Regions from separate parts of the Mus musculus genome. Here region 1 is linked to region 2. Evidence: chromatin contacts called from public HiChIP or PLAC-seq data. All regions are on one chromosome and are shown on one strand. Each heading gives the region's core, a stretch centred on a gene start, on an enhancer-like site or on the middle of the called end of the contact. The rest is flanking DNA. Distances are from core to core; before and after follow the strand shown. Region 1 holds the start of 4930447M23Rik (RIKEN cDNA 4930447M23 gene). Region 2 has its middle 56 kb from the start of Armc3.

The links. HiChIP or PLAC-seq counts read pairs in DNA pulled down with a chosen protein or histone mark.
Region 1: an H3K27ac HiChIP or PLAC-seq map of bone marrow-derived dendritic cells shows a contact between it and region 2, with 2.4 times the contacts expected there. The contact joins the promoter of 4930447M23Rik here to the enhancer-like site in region 2. A contact is called at or near these places in 8 of 484 Hi-C or Micro-C datasets (CD4 T cells, CD8 T cells, conventional dendritic cells and 4 more) and 2 of 115 datasets of contacts at active chromatin or transcription factors (bone marrow-derived dendritic cells and bone marrow-derived macrophages).

The regions. Positions count from the first base shown.
Region 1 is chr2:19,342,974-19,350,294 of GRCm38.p6, forward strand. It overlaps 4930447M23Rik (RIKEN cDNA 4930447M23 gene), which reads left to right and starts at 1,344. Exons shown (of 4, transcript NR_126563.1): 1 at 1,344-2,146; 2 at 4,592-4,714; 3 at 5,541-5,638.
Region 2 is chr2:19,139,461-19,146,849 of GRCm38.p6, forward strand. No RefSeq gene overlaps it. Among named protein-coding and RNA genes, the nearest start is that of Armc3, 56 kb to the right of the region's middle. Within about 2 kb of position 6,126, at least 100 of the 459 cell types and tissues checked have an H3K27ac peak or open chromatin away from gene starts, as enhancers often do. A contact at or near this core is called in CD8 T cells, bone marrow-derived dendritic cells, bone marrow-derived macrophages and 1 more, where this site is marked.

The sequences.
Region 1 (7,321 bases), core at 94-2,593, 200 kb after region 2:
GTGTGCAGAGTATCTGCCTGAATGCTAGGGCAAGGAGACAAGAGTCCCTGGAACTTTCTTGGTCAGTTGGTCAAGCCAATCTATATGCACTAGGTTCAGTGAGAGACCATGTTTCAAACTACAAGGTGAAGAGTGAGGGACAAAGATACTGATGTAGGTCTCTGTACACACACACACCACCAGCCCATTCACCTGCTCACCCATCTGCTCACCCACATACATACACACACACTTATGGGACACACTTTGCTGTCACACTTTGCTGTCAAGTAGAAAACATAGCCTTCATCTCAAAGAGAAGAGATAGTTTATTTTGGAGACAAATATGAGTAACCATGGCCTGGGAACACCGATTTAGGTTACTTTAGATTCCATGTTGCAATATGACAGCAGATTCATGAAGTTTTTTTATAGTAACACAACAAAAGAAAGTCATAACTCAAGACATTTTTCATGAATTAGGTACTTACCGAAAAGTGGGACATTTCTGCTATAGGCTTCAAATGCTATAGGTTTCAAATGGTATCTGCTGAGCCTCATGGCTTCTGAATCAGTGGAAGCCAGAGACCTGATAGCACATTCTAAAATGATTTACCTAATAGTTACAGGATGTTTTCAGAACAGGCAAAAAAATTGACTATTTAGGGCACCAAAGTAGTCCAAGATAATTTGCCTCAGGGCTTAAAACACTCCAATCACAGTAGTCTGTTGTAACTAATTAATCATTTCTGTAAAAAAGGTCAATGGAGATTGTAGGTTTTTTTCTGAGAAACTTGGTTAAAACACACACACACTATACAGGGGTCCTAATGTCAAGATATTTAAGAACTCCATTCATGGATGACAAAGAGGTATTTGGAAATAGATTCTTAAATTTGGGCTCACTGGACAGACATGAATTTTAGTCAAGCTACAGGCTCTGCAGTTGCAAGATCTGGGCTCAGAAGTCAGCCTTTGCTGCTTGCGAAGTGTCTTTGGGTGAGTCACTTCACCTCTGTGACAGAGATAATTCCAGTTCCTTCCCCATGCCACTTGAATGTTAGAGGTTACATCTCTACCCCAAATACAGGAAGAGCTTGCAAAATATTACCCATTCTTGTTGGACTGACATATTTTTAAATGGAAAACAAAAACCAACCACTTACTTCCTTTTCCATTATCTCAAAGTTTTACATAATCAGTAATAAAATGTGATCGTGAAGCAGCTGGGAGTCATTACTACCAGGCCCACCTTCTCTTGCCTCATGGCCTGCTGACGTCAAAATGAGGCCTTGTTTGCCAGGAGGATGGATGTTCATGGTCAAGGCAAGTTGTGACTTTAAAGTGACAACAAAGAAAGGGTAAGTTTGCAGGCTGGCAAACAGGCTGGGAAAGCCCTTGAGAGACTCAGACAGCTCACGCCATACTTCAGACTTCATAGACCTGGGAGACATCCAGCTTTCTCCCCCAGAGAAGCCGCAGCCTGGTCCCTTCCCCTGCCACACCATCTGGTCCACAGAAACACCAGACTTCCGTGTCTCTCGGCCCTATAAAAAGCGACATTCCTTTTCCTGTCTCCTCTCCACCCGTCCCTCCCACCCACCCGGCTCTCCTCTCTCCTTGCCTTTGGTCTTCCTGTCTTATCCCTTCTCTCCTGCCAATCACTCCCTTTCTTCTCAACACTCCTCCTACATCTCCCCTCTGTGCACTTGCAGTGCTATTCTTTATCTAACCATGAAAACATCCTCGAAGGGCTTCTAGAACATTCGTATGTCTGGAGGAGTTAGAGTCCTCCAGCGCTGGGGTTGGCAATTCTGCCTCCTTAGCGTCCAGGATAGACGAAGCATTTATTCCGAGGCTTTGTGCGCCCTCTTGTGGTTTCTCCGTCATGCCAACTCCCGCAGACAATGGCTGCTTTGTCCAGAAGAGATGATGATTTAGATGACAACCTGGCTTAAACCTCAGAAACCTTCAATCTCTCCTTCTTCAAACAGTTTTTATTAGAAGGATGGCTGTGAAAAATGAAGCCCTTATGCACAAAGCCACCGCGTTTCACTGCGATGTTCACCTGGCCTATGAAGATCTCCGGACACAAAACCAGGCAACAAAATCAGGATGCAACAAGATGGAGGGGCAAAGCACAGAAGCGGAGTGGGCCCTGCCGTAGGTGAGGGTTGCCATCCTCTTACACCTGCCGCTTCATGCTTGAGCTCAGGTTAGAACACTTGTGAGATGATTTCTCTATTCTAAATCTGACAGTAATCCCTCGCGGGGGGGGGGGGCGGGGGGGGGAAGATGCACCTGGCCAGACTGCTAGGCTGGCTCAGAAGGTCCCAGAATGACTATAGGCAGTTTTTGGCTCCTATGATTGCTGGACATCTCTCCCCATCCCTTTCTCCTCCCCTTCTCCCTCCCCTCTCTCTCCCTTTCCTTTCCTCCCTCTCCTCCTCTTCCTCTTCGTCCTGCTCCCCACTCATCTCTCCCTCTTTTTCTGATCTTCTTCAACAGGATCCCACTATACAGCCCAGGCTGGCCTCAAACTCACAATCCTGCCACCCCCTTCGATTAGTGAGAATGCAAGCCTGTGCCACAGTGGCCTGTCTGTTCCAGCTGAGACCTGTTCTGTACAGTCAGCTCAGAGTGCAAACACACGCTTTAACTCATGACTTCCAAAGTCAGGTTGCCATGACCTAGAACTCTGGAAAACAGCATCATGACATCACAAAAACGAGTGCTGGCTGGGGGAAAGCAGTATGTCCTGGTATCAAGAGCTTACGCAGTCCTGCAAGGGCAGGTTATACAGATGGGAGCATTGCATGAGCTAGTGGAACACCTCCATCCATAACTGCCTGCTTGTGAGAGACCGGGGGGAGGGGGGGGGGAGATCCCACCTGGGTTTCAGGCTCAACATCAGGGTAAGGCAGGAATAGTAGTTTCACAAGTACAGGATTGAGGGTCAGAATGCCAGGTCATAAAGATATGACTACTTTGTTCTGGCAGGTTCATGTAGGCAGTAGGTATGCCTTGGTCTTCTTTGATCCATACTGATTCTTAAATTGCTCAAATCTGAGGACCTTAGGTTTCCCAGTGACAGCAGAAGGACTAAAGGGAACTTTGGCATGTCCCCAGAAAGGGCACTTTTCCATGTCTGTCCAGAAAGAAATGGAGCCAATGTGGAGAAGTCAGTGGAGACTGCTCCAGGCATGGGGTAGGGCCAGATCAAGTGATCAGGGGCTGCAGCATCCGGGGATCAAAAGTTTTCTTGGAAATTGTGTGACTTACTAACAGAAGAGAGTACGAGGCCAGAGAGAAGCCTAGCAGGCTGGGTAAAGAAAAGGTTGTCATTGAGGCAAGAGCCCTGAAAGACCAATCAAGGGTGTGACACCAACATTTAGTTTGTAATTGCACATCTGGCTTCAAGACTCCTGTCACAGTTTTATAGGGATCACTGGGAAACACGGACATGAGCATGCACTGAAAACAGAGCTGGGGGAGGGTGGGGCACAGGGTGTCCAGGGTCTGGCAGAGCACATGGAAGCAAACGGTAGGCTGGATGTCTGAGCACTGAGATGCTAATATCTGGAGCATCAAACCTGGGGTTAAGAAGCAAGGTGACCTACAATGTCTGCTTGTTTGTCTCTGATGTGCCTTACCATTATGGTGGCAATGAGTCTTGGAGAGAGCCCTGACTGGGCATCTCTCTGGGAAATTGGCCACCAACTGCCCAGTTTATTAATTATATAATTGTAATTCATCAAACAATTGCTGAGATCATTTACTAAGGCCAATGGGGTATGTTTTCCCCAGAACAGCAAGCTACCGAAAGAGAATAGAGACCCTTCCAAGTATGTACTTGTGTGGCAGAGCATTGCTTAGCGTGTGCAAGGCTGTAGCTCCCTGCCCATGTACCATACACATCCTGTATCAAAAGCACAGAGCCACATGACTAGTCCGCAGCACTGCAAGCAAACAAAGAATCTTAAAAGTTATAAAATTGTAAAATTTACCAGTTTGCTAGATATTTGCCAAACACATATTGTATAGAAGATTGTATGTGCTACTTGTATGCAGACATTATGTATTTTTGTCTTACATAAGTGAGAAAATTTGCTGCAAATTTCTCTTTCATTTGTGTTTTAGAGAGCTTTTCGTATCAGGATATATATATCTGCCACCATTTTCAACTCTGCAAAAGATAACATAGTATAATATTTTATTAATTTATCTTTTTAAAAAGTTTTTATTAGCAGATATTAACTATATTTAACAATGGGCTTCATTATGGCATTTTATGTGTGACTATAATGCAAATTGATTACATTCACTCCCATTACCCCTTCTTTTCCCAACTAGACCCCTTCTACTGTCATGATGTGTGTGTGTATGAGAGAGAGAGAGAGAGAGAGAGAGAGAGAGAGAGAGAGAGCGCACAAGCACACCAATGAGTTTCAATAGGGTTGTTTACAGGAACATGAGGGAAGGGCTATTTATAGAAGTATGGGCTCCTTATGTCACGAAAGAAATGTTTCTTCTTTGCCTAGAAACCATCAGCTGCCTGCCAGACTTTTAGGAAGGGGTGGGGCCTTGTGAACTTCTTCTCCCTCCAATGCAGGATGGTGATGAGTCCAATCTTGTGCATGTCTCGTACACAGAAGAGCTGCAAGCTCAGGAACAAAACGGCCACATCATGCACAGAAGACAGTGCCCCATGACAGATACTCCATTTCTTACTCAGGTCCTTACATTTTTATGCCCCCATCTTCCATGGTGTTTCTTGAGCCTTGCAGGGGGTGGGGGTGGGGGTCATATGGGCATTCCATTTGGGACTGAGTGCGTACCAGTTACATGTTCTGAGAACTTTGACAAGTTATGACTAACCCTTCTCTTTCCCACCCCTGCACATGTAACCTGTTGCCAAAATGTTGGTGCAAAAGCAAAATTGAACATATTTTAATTGTTGTAAAAATTTAAGTGTATATAAATGATAAATATAAGACTATTCCTGTTTATAGATATAGGTATGCTTTTAATTAATAAAAAATACTATATGCTAATTCCTCAGAATAGAGCTATTCCAATACTCTAAGTGTCCATTTTTAAGGTGAGTGAATACCAGCCATATCAAAGAACACTCAGCTATTTTTCCCATCTTACTCCATAAACTGAATATATTCAAAGTCAGTAGAATCTCTACAATATCTGAGACAAAGCACATACTATGCATATTAATTATTCTAATCTAATTAAAGAAAAACAGATTGTTTAATGACCATTGTCCAGGTTTCATGCAGCTGTTAGGTCTTATGTATATTAAACATTTGATTTTTTTTCAGTAAATCATTTATTTACTTCCTGTGTTCAATTTCAGTTCAATTGTTTTTTCCTTTTTCTTTGATATGAGATATTAAATGTATCTACACATACATTTACTTGTATACACACACATATATTAAGTGTGTGTGGGGTCAATGTTTCATCCAGCAATTGTTAGCTTGCACTAACTTAATCTGGATATCTAATGCATGATATTTAATGCATGATGTCTGTTTGGCTCATTCTAGACACCCACTCTGAGAAAACAGTTGACTTTCACTGGCCATGAGAACCATCTGGATTCTGGTGATAACTGGATCCTCCTGTTCCCAAGGCTACCCATCAAGTAGGTGTGTGGTGAGACCCAGGATTCTGTACTGATAACAGGGGGCTGGGGGCTGGGACTCTGCTGTGCAATCCACTGACGTAGGATCCGTAAACATCATCCACTTAGATAGGTCTTCTCTGTCTTTCCCAGTGTCTGTGTGCCAGATGCTGGGGCTGCTCAGTCCTGCAAAGCTCTGTCGCCAGCCTTCTAGTAGAAGAAATGTGCAAGCTGGAAGTGTCTCTTAGTCTCTTCACTGATAGCCAATGGAATGTCCATTTGAGCCAATTTGGGGGAGTTTATTAGCAGAAATGAGGTAAACACTAAATGGCAAAATGGATCACCTTCCCGTGGAAGCTGCCACCACACTATGAGGGATCAGCCTCATGAAAGGACACTCAGTTATTATTCCCTCTCACTCCATAAACAGGATATATTCAAAGTCAGCACATCAGTAAGATATTCCAGACAAAGCATCCGTAGCAAAGAGTTAAGATCTAAATGCAACAATTCAAAAGCCAGGAGAGACCAAGAAGCACATGATAGCTTTATTATTCTAAATTGCCCATTTTAGCACAGATTCTAAAATTGAAATAGAGCAAATTCTGTCTCTGTCTGTATCAAAATGGTTCTCGCTGCCCTCCAGCCCTCCAGATCTACAGATTGGATTCAAATGAGCTAATGGATTGCTCCTTGCATGTGCTCAGGTGAGCCTTTATGTGTCTTCCTTTTAGGAAAATGCCCTCTGCCCACAGCCTACAGCCAAAGGATTTTGTGGGTTGAGTCTCCTAAGCAGAAAGCTCAGTATTAATCCAGGCTTGCTAGGTCAGCGATTCTTTCCTACTGTTATAGTCAAAGATGTCAATGACAAGCGAGGAGTCATGACTCTCAGTGATTGCTCTCTTTCTTCTTTATTTCTTTTAAATGGTAGAATGAACATAGTCAATCTCAGTGGTAGGTTAATTTCTAGTGCCCGTTAAAAACTCTATCAAAATATTTTATAGTTAAATATTTTATATTTTATTTAAAATTTTACATTTATTCTAAATTTATTTATTTATTTTTACCTTATTTTATATTAAATACTTTATAGCTCTGTTGCCAAGAACCTGGAAACACCTGCTGCAGCATCCTTGGTCCAAATTTGCTTCTTAAAACCCCCAATTTGGGTATGAAAGTCAGCCTCCTCAGATGACAATCTTTCTCAGATAAATTTTTGTTGTTTCCAGTGTTCTAAGGAATTTCGATTCCTGGAGAGTTTAAGGACATTGCTTACTCTGTAACTGTACCTTCCAGCACGGTGAGGCCAAAGGGATACTCTCCTTTACTAGTGATTTCTCAGTCTGAAGGCACCATTTCTGGTCACCTTCAGTCTTTGGCAAAATGCCTGGGGGAGGCACATAGTTTTCAGGTACGGGGTGGAGTGTTTTGATTTTTCATTGTTTCTCTTCTTTCTCACCCTAGCATACTGGATTTAGTTAGAAAGTTGAAGCAACGGACTGTGCACCAACTCATGGGTCCAGGAGAGAGTAGGGGAGAGGAAGACAGAGAAGAAACACACACACACACACACACACACACACACACACATATGACAGAGAGAGAGAGAGAGAGAGAGAGAGAGAGAGAGAGAGAGAGAAAGAGAGAGAGAGAGAGGAGTACTGCTTGATAAGAAAAGGCAGTGGTTGTATTAGGGAAGTGTTT
Region 2 (7,389 bases), core at 4,876-7,375:
TCAACAAAATATCAATTGATCATCTATAAGTTATTTACTATCTATAAGTTACTTATTATCTATTTATTTATCATCTACCAATCCATTACCTATCATCTCTCCATTTCCCTATCAACTGTATAATGCTGTTGTTTAAGGATGGGTACATTCTGAGAACACCTAATTGTCATTAGGTGGCTTCATTGTATAGACATTAGAGTCCTCCTAAGGCGCAGCTGTGGTGGGATGGGCCATGCCTCCTCTATGACCAATGGCTGTCACTAACTTCCCACTTTCATGGTTCTTAATCATTTCCAGATCATTGGCTGTGGTCTCTTGCTGGCAATGTTAGCCCTGGATTTTGTGCTCTTAGGGCCATGGTGAACAGACCAGCAAGAAATTAAATCAAGCACAAAGGAGCATGCTACCATGAGGAATGTGGCAAAAAGGGGATGAACCAGGCTTCCACATACCACCAGGCTATAGCAAACTTTTCTACATTTTTGTAGACATGATTCTAAAATAATAACCCAGTGGATTATGGAGGTTGAGCTTTCATTTTCAAAACTGCAGCCCATGTCTTAGAGCTATTCGACTCTTCAACCCAGTGGGCCTTAAATTTCATTTACATGGGGGTCCCCTGGGGTGGGGCGCACTGTGGAGTGTGTGGGTTCCCAGGCTCAATGCTAAATCTCCTTGATTGGAATTGCTAGGGAACAGAAATCCTGTGATCCGCATGCTAACAAGCTCCTTAGGAGACATCTCCCCTTCAACTTGAAGCAATCAAGTTCTACTTTGATGAAGAGTGATGGCTTGGGAGGCACTGAGTGCCCAACATCCATTCTTCCATTTCCTTCCTGAAGTCTTTGATTAGTGGATTTAAGGAGAATCCAAAGCTGAATGCTAAAATCGGTGCTTCCCCTCCCCCTTCCTCCCATCTTATATGTTACAAGATGTCTCCATAAGAGCTGTTTGAAGTGTTACTATCATGTTTTTTCATGAACACTGGTTTATTAATCAGACAACTGAATTGAATTGTTACTGGAGCTAACCAGTTCCCTTCCTAGTCCTGGGACAGTGAGTCATTCATCTCTGTACAAACTCATGTGGTGATGTCACCATGAATCCATCCTTACAGATAGGTGTTGATGTGTGGGAGAATGCTGTGCCTTCTCAGACTTAGGCTAATAATCATTGTGAGTTAGTTTCTATTATGGCCCTTTCATAGAAGAAACCACTATAGCCCTGTTACCATGGCTGTTCTCTAGTTGATTACATCATCTTAGGGATGCAGCATCCAGGGTATTTAGTTTAGGGATGTTAGGGATGAGGATATGGCTCAGCAGCATAACACTCATCTATTGCAGGCAAAGCCCTGGCTCCCATCCCCAGTGTGGCAAAACCAGAAAGAACATACTGGTCTTATTACATCAAATTTGATAGTGTGTAGAAAGTAAACTAGGCAACTGAGTGTGTGATAAGAGAAATACTTTCAATTTAATATAGTATTGCACTTGCAGCTACTATATTACATTACAGACTATATTAATACTGAATTCTGCCATTTGTGAATTTCAAAACATTAAATCTATAAGTTGTATTTTATTAGTTTCTTGTGAAATGAATGTATCTCAACAATTACTCAATAAAATAGCACAAAATGATTCCATCCTTTTCAGAAGGCCTTGATCTCTCATTCTGATAAAAAAATTAACAGATTTTAAAATAGAATAAAATAAATGGTTGCTTTTCCCTTCTTCCCAAATAACTAGATGTTCTCTCTCTCTCTCTCTCTGTGTGTGTGTGTGTGTGTATGAGAGAGTGAGAGAGAGAGAGAGACCATGTGGGTATTCATGCACATACGTGCAGATGTGTGCTTATGTGTGTGTGACCATGTGAGTGCTCATGCACATAAGTGCAGATGCATGTATGTGTGTATGTGAGACCATGTGAGTGCTCATGTACATAAATGCAGACATGTGTGTGACCATATGAGTGCTCATGCACAAAAGTACAGGGGTGTGTGTGTGTGTGTGTGTGTGTGTGTGTGTGTGTTTGTGTGTGTGACCATGTGGATGTTCAGGCACATCTGTGCAGAAGCATGTGGAGGCCAGAGGTTGGCACAAATGTCTTTCTCAATCACCCTCCATCTTCTTACCATTACTGTTATTGTTTTTTCAAGACAGGGTTTCTCCCTGGCCCTGGTGCTCAGTGATTCATGCAGGTTGGCTGCACAAACCCAGGGAACCTCTTCCATTTGCCTCCCCAGACTCTTCTCACCGGCCCTGGAGTTCCAGTTTTGTGCCAACACCCCTAGCTTTCCAGTGGGCACTGAAGAGCCATGCTCAGGTCCTCATGCTTGGGCAGTGGGCACTTTGCCCGCTGAGCATCTCATGGATGTTCCTAGCCTCTTTAGTCAGTGCCCAGTGAATGTTCATAGTAGCATTGCTCAATGCCCTGCTTGGTATGGACAGCAGTATGTATCCTCATTTAAAATTTAAAATTTTGGAAAAGAGGGATAAAGAATTGGCTCTGTGGGTACATTGCTTACCGTACAAGCATTAGACCTTGAGTTTGAATCCCTAGCACCTGTGTACAAAGCAAGGCACACCTGCAACTCCAGTGTGGGAAGTGGTATTCGGGGGTGGGGGGGGGGGTAGGGTAGGGACAGGCAGAACCAAGGGCTCACTGACTAGCCAGGGTAGCTGGAATCATGAGCTCTAGATTAGTGAGAGACCCTGCCTTGAAATAAAAATGATGGAGAGTGATAGAGGACAACACCAGATAATGACTTTTGAACCCACACATGCGCGCGCGCACACACACACACACACACACACACACACACACATTCAGAAAGCATAAAAAGTAAAATTACTGCCATCATTAATCTCATTCCCTAAAAGTTAGTTAACAATTTGGGAGGTGGAGGCAGGAGGAAGTTTAAGGTCATTCTAGCAGCATAGAGAATTCCAGGTCAGCCTGGTAAACAGGAGACTGTTTTCAAAAATAAAGACAAAAAAAAAAAAAAAAAAAATAGGATGAGAAATATCCATTAGCTGCTTTCAGAGAACTGTTTGGAGAGGAAATCCACTCTAAGGAAGTGACCTTGATGAGCTGTTTTTAGTGGCCAAAGACATTTAAGAAAATAAATAGCAAACTCAATTTTGTTTTTTGTGTTGCTGTGACTAAAGATAACTTCCCTACTCAGCCTAGTACACTAACTTGCACACCCTTGTCTATGTAAGAGGCTTCTGGGGAAATCCAGACTAAGAAAGGAGAGGGAGGGTGATCAGTAAGAGGGAGATCAAGTGTCCAGACATGAAGGGAGGTGACAGCAGAGACTCTAGTGCCTGAGAAACACCCGAGAGGGCACCGTGCTTCCCCAAGGACAGATTGCTCTGGGCTGGAGCCAATTTATTTTCATTTTAAAAGGTCAAGATGACCTCAGCTGACATCTATGAAATAAATAACACTTAAAAAAAAATAACACAAAGTTCAATTGGGTTTTTGGCCACTGGAGACTCTTTGACTTTGAACAATTGAGACATACATACATACAGACACACACACACACGCAAGCCCACACACATGTGCACAAAAATTAAAAGACCACAAAACATTCTCCTTCAAACAGATGAAACAAAAACCTAGAGCAGGTGACAGTGCCTTTTGTCTGTAAGGGAGAAGCAGAAAATCAGAGGAACCCAGTGACACCTCTACCAGCTTGAGACAATGTGGGGGAGGTGCTGTAATCCTTAGGAACATCCCAGAATGCCTTACTCTTATCTAACTATAAGTACCCACTGATCCCCCTGTACTGGCTCGTGTTGACTGTCCACCAGATAGGACCTGGAATTACCTGGAAGACAAGAGTCTAGACAAGAAGTATTGATTATATTCATGAGGTTAATTGAGGTCAGAAGACCCAGCCTGAAGATGGGTAACAATATATCCTGGGCTGAGGTCCTGGACTGCATCAACAGGAGAAAGCAAGCTGAGCACAAGAGCTCACCACTCTCTGCTTCCTGGTGGAGGATACAAAGTTCAAGGTGGGTCCAAGGTGGGAAGCTTACCTTCTCCACCATGATGGACTGCATCTTTAAACTAAGAGCAACATCAGCTTGCCCTTCCTTAAGTTGCCTTTTTTCAGGGTACTTGTCACAGCAAGGGGAAAGGTAACTAAGGTAACCCCTTCCATCCCATACCCCTCAGCTTCTGGTAACCACTGTTTTATAGTTAATCCATTTGAGATCAACTGTTTTTATATTCCTCACATGAGTGAGATCATGCAGCACCTGTCTTTCTGTCTGGCTTATTTCACTTAACATAATTGCCTCCAGTTTTACTCTACAATATGACAGGACTTCACTTTAATGGCTGAGTAGTGTTCCATGGTATGCATGAGACATATTTTCTTTATCTATTCATCAGTTAATGGGAACAGGTTTATTATCACACTGATCACACACACACACACACGCACACGCACACACACACACACACAGATGATTGTTTTAGCTCCTTGGCAGTGAATTAAAGAGAACTTGAATGGACATGCTGTGAATCTATATTGTGAAATACTGTAATATCATATGTGAGCTTTAGAAACACTGGCGTGACCTTTGAGGTCTAGGATTTATCATGGTAGTACAGTGATGGCCTTCAATATTCGGCAAATGTCAGGTTAGGTTAGCACCAGGGTTTTTCTGAATCCTAGCCTATGAAGATTGAAATTGCTTGGACTTCTGGTTTTTGTCGTTTAATGTTTGGTCTCTAATTAGACAGAAGTGATTAACATATCTCTGTAAACCTTTCTTTCCTTAATCTGATCCTTTTACATGAAGAATCCTTGTATGGAAAAGATCTTCACATTAGGGCTTTTTTTTTTTTTCTTTTTTTTTTTTTTTTGGTCTGTCCTTAGAATGTCCTCTTCTATCTCCATGTGAATCTCATCATATAAGGATTAAAGCAATTAATTAGCCAATTCGTGAGTGATTCCTTCTGACAAGCTAGCCACCTTCCTTTAGCAAAAGTACAAGAAGAGCAATTTAGAGGACAAGCATTAAATTCACTAATTAAATTAAATACAAAACCAAAGCCTTCTGGGGATCATATTTCTTTGGCAAAGCAAATAGGCATTGCATAATTAATACTTAGATTGCACTCATTTATTTAATTATAGAGCCTGACTTTAAGGGTACATTCATAAAACAACATTAAATACCAAATGGATTTGTATATTAGAACCTGAACATTTCTATTAGATTTTCAGGTAGCGATTTCCTTGTGGAAATCTATGAAGATTTTTTTCTCCAAAGTCATAAGATTTTGCCTCTATCTTTCTAAATCTCAGAAGAGCAATGTACTGAATGTACCACACATACTAATATCCTGGCTGAGCTGCTGGTGTGACAGGAATGTCATTTGCCACTTCTGATAGATGTCATCACACAGAAGGATGGTGATGGCAGTCTTCCCTTGGCAGTGAAAGCATCCTTGGGTCTGGTACTCCATCAAACTGATCGGGGTTAGTAGGGCTTGAACCCACGGCAGGATTCTGCCTCAGAAGCAGTTTCCTGCCAAATTCCTATGAAATCAGAAACCCATTCTGCTTGGTCCACCTTCATGCGCAACAAAAGCAGTGAATGGTTAACTCTGCAAGTGGGTGTTGATTAAAGATAGCCTGAACTTTTGTTCTAACAAATCCATCATAAGTACAAAAAAGTACCTTATGATGAAAATTTCTGTAATTCCAAATCTTAGCCTGGCTCAGATCGAATGTGCTCAGAGAACTTACAACAGTCAGCCACACTTGGAAAACATCATCTACTACAAAGGCTACTTCATGATAAAGTGTTGACAACCTTCTGTAAACCCTTGATGGATGGCCTCAATAAGAGCAAGAACAGAGTGGCAGCTGGGGTACATTTTATCACCATCCTCAAGTTGAAAACTCACCAGAGGGCCCATCCTCTGCTAGGGATCAGGTGTACGTGGTCTGAAAGTCAGGATGGGGACCTGAACTGGGGCTAAGAATTTCAGAGTAAAGATTTCCCAAAATGGGGAAGTGAAGGGCTATGACAGTATGTTAGGTGCTGGCTGGGGACTGGTGGAGTGGGAGAAGGAAGAGGATGTGACAGATTCAGTTATGACTTTGCAGAGAAGGAGATCTTAGAGGGGCTCCCCACAGAAACCACTGGAAGGGAGCTGCTGCTGCCACTGCCGCCACTACTGTTGTCTGCAGGGTTAAAGTTCAGGGAGGCTGGGGCTACAAGGAAGAAGAAAAGGAAGTTAGTGTGAGCACAATATGAGAAAGAAGAGTAAGGCCAAGCTAGCCTGCAAGCTTGCTTAGGTGTGCATCGGAGTACCCCCAAAGAGCATCTCTTTCTGTCTTGGAGAACAGAAACAGGAGGGTGTGGCCCCCCCCCCCCCCCATGCAGGGAGCAAAGCATAGGTCAGCTTGCACAGTAGTGACAAACCTTCTTAGTCAGTTTGGACAGGTGTGAGCTTAAACTGGGATAGAACTTAGATTGTAAAGCCAAATTTAGAATCAGAGAAACAATGGCTCAGACAAACAGCAACAGGGACACTCTGTACTGGAGCTGGGACAGGGGACTGTAGGGCTCTGACAGCAGCAAGAGCTGCCCTAGACAATGCAGCCACTGTAATGGTATGACAGCGACCTGGCTAAGCTCCAGCCACCAGTGGCCTTTGCATCAAAGTCTGGAAATTAGGGAGAAAAAAAATTTAAATGTAAATCAACAAGAGTGGACAGAAAAACAAGAGAAACTGAAACCAAACTGAAAACCCGAATATCCTTTTAATTTGAATTGCACAGTGGTGGAATAAAATGTAATGTTGGAGAATCCAGAAACAAAATTGCTACACATCTCTCAGTGATGGGGATGTATCTGAGAAGCCACCTCGAGGCAGTTTCATCACTGTGTAAGTCACTGTTCTGTTACAATAACAAACATCTGAGCTGGCCAACAGATAAGAATAGACTAGCTTCCTCAGTTTTGTAGGTTCCAGCCAGTCCATAACTCACGGACCTAATTGTTTCAGGGGCTGTGGTGAGCCAGCACGTTGATGCAGGAGAGCATGGTGAAGCAAAACCATTTGCTTCCTGGCTAGGGAGGGGGGAAGATGGAAGTGGCTGCGGCTACACAATGCCCGTCTGGAGCACTGCTCTGTGGACAGAAATTCTATCCCGTCTCTTGAAGCCTCCACCTCCACTGCCACCTCCTAGCAGTGCCTTCTGGAGGCCAGGATTTCACGCACACGTTCAGGGGACACTTAAGGTTTATATGATAGCAAGCATATCACAGACTATATATAATTCCTTGAGCTAAGAGAACCGTTACATTAGCGGATATGTGATATGAACACATATGCTAGGATTTATAC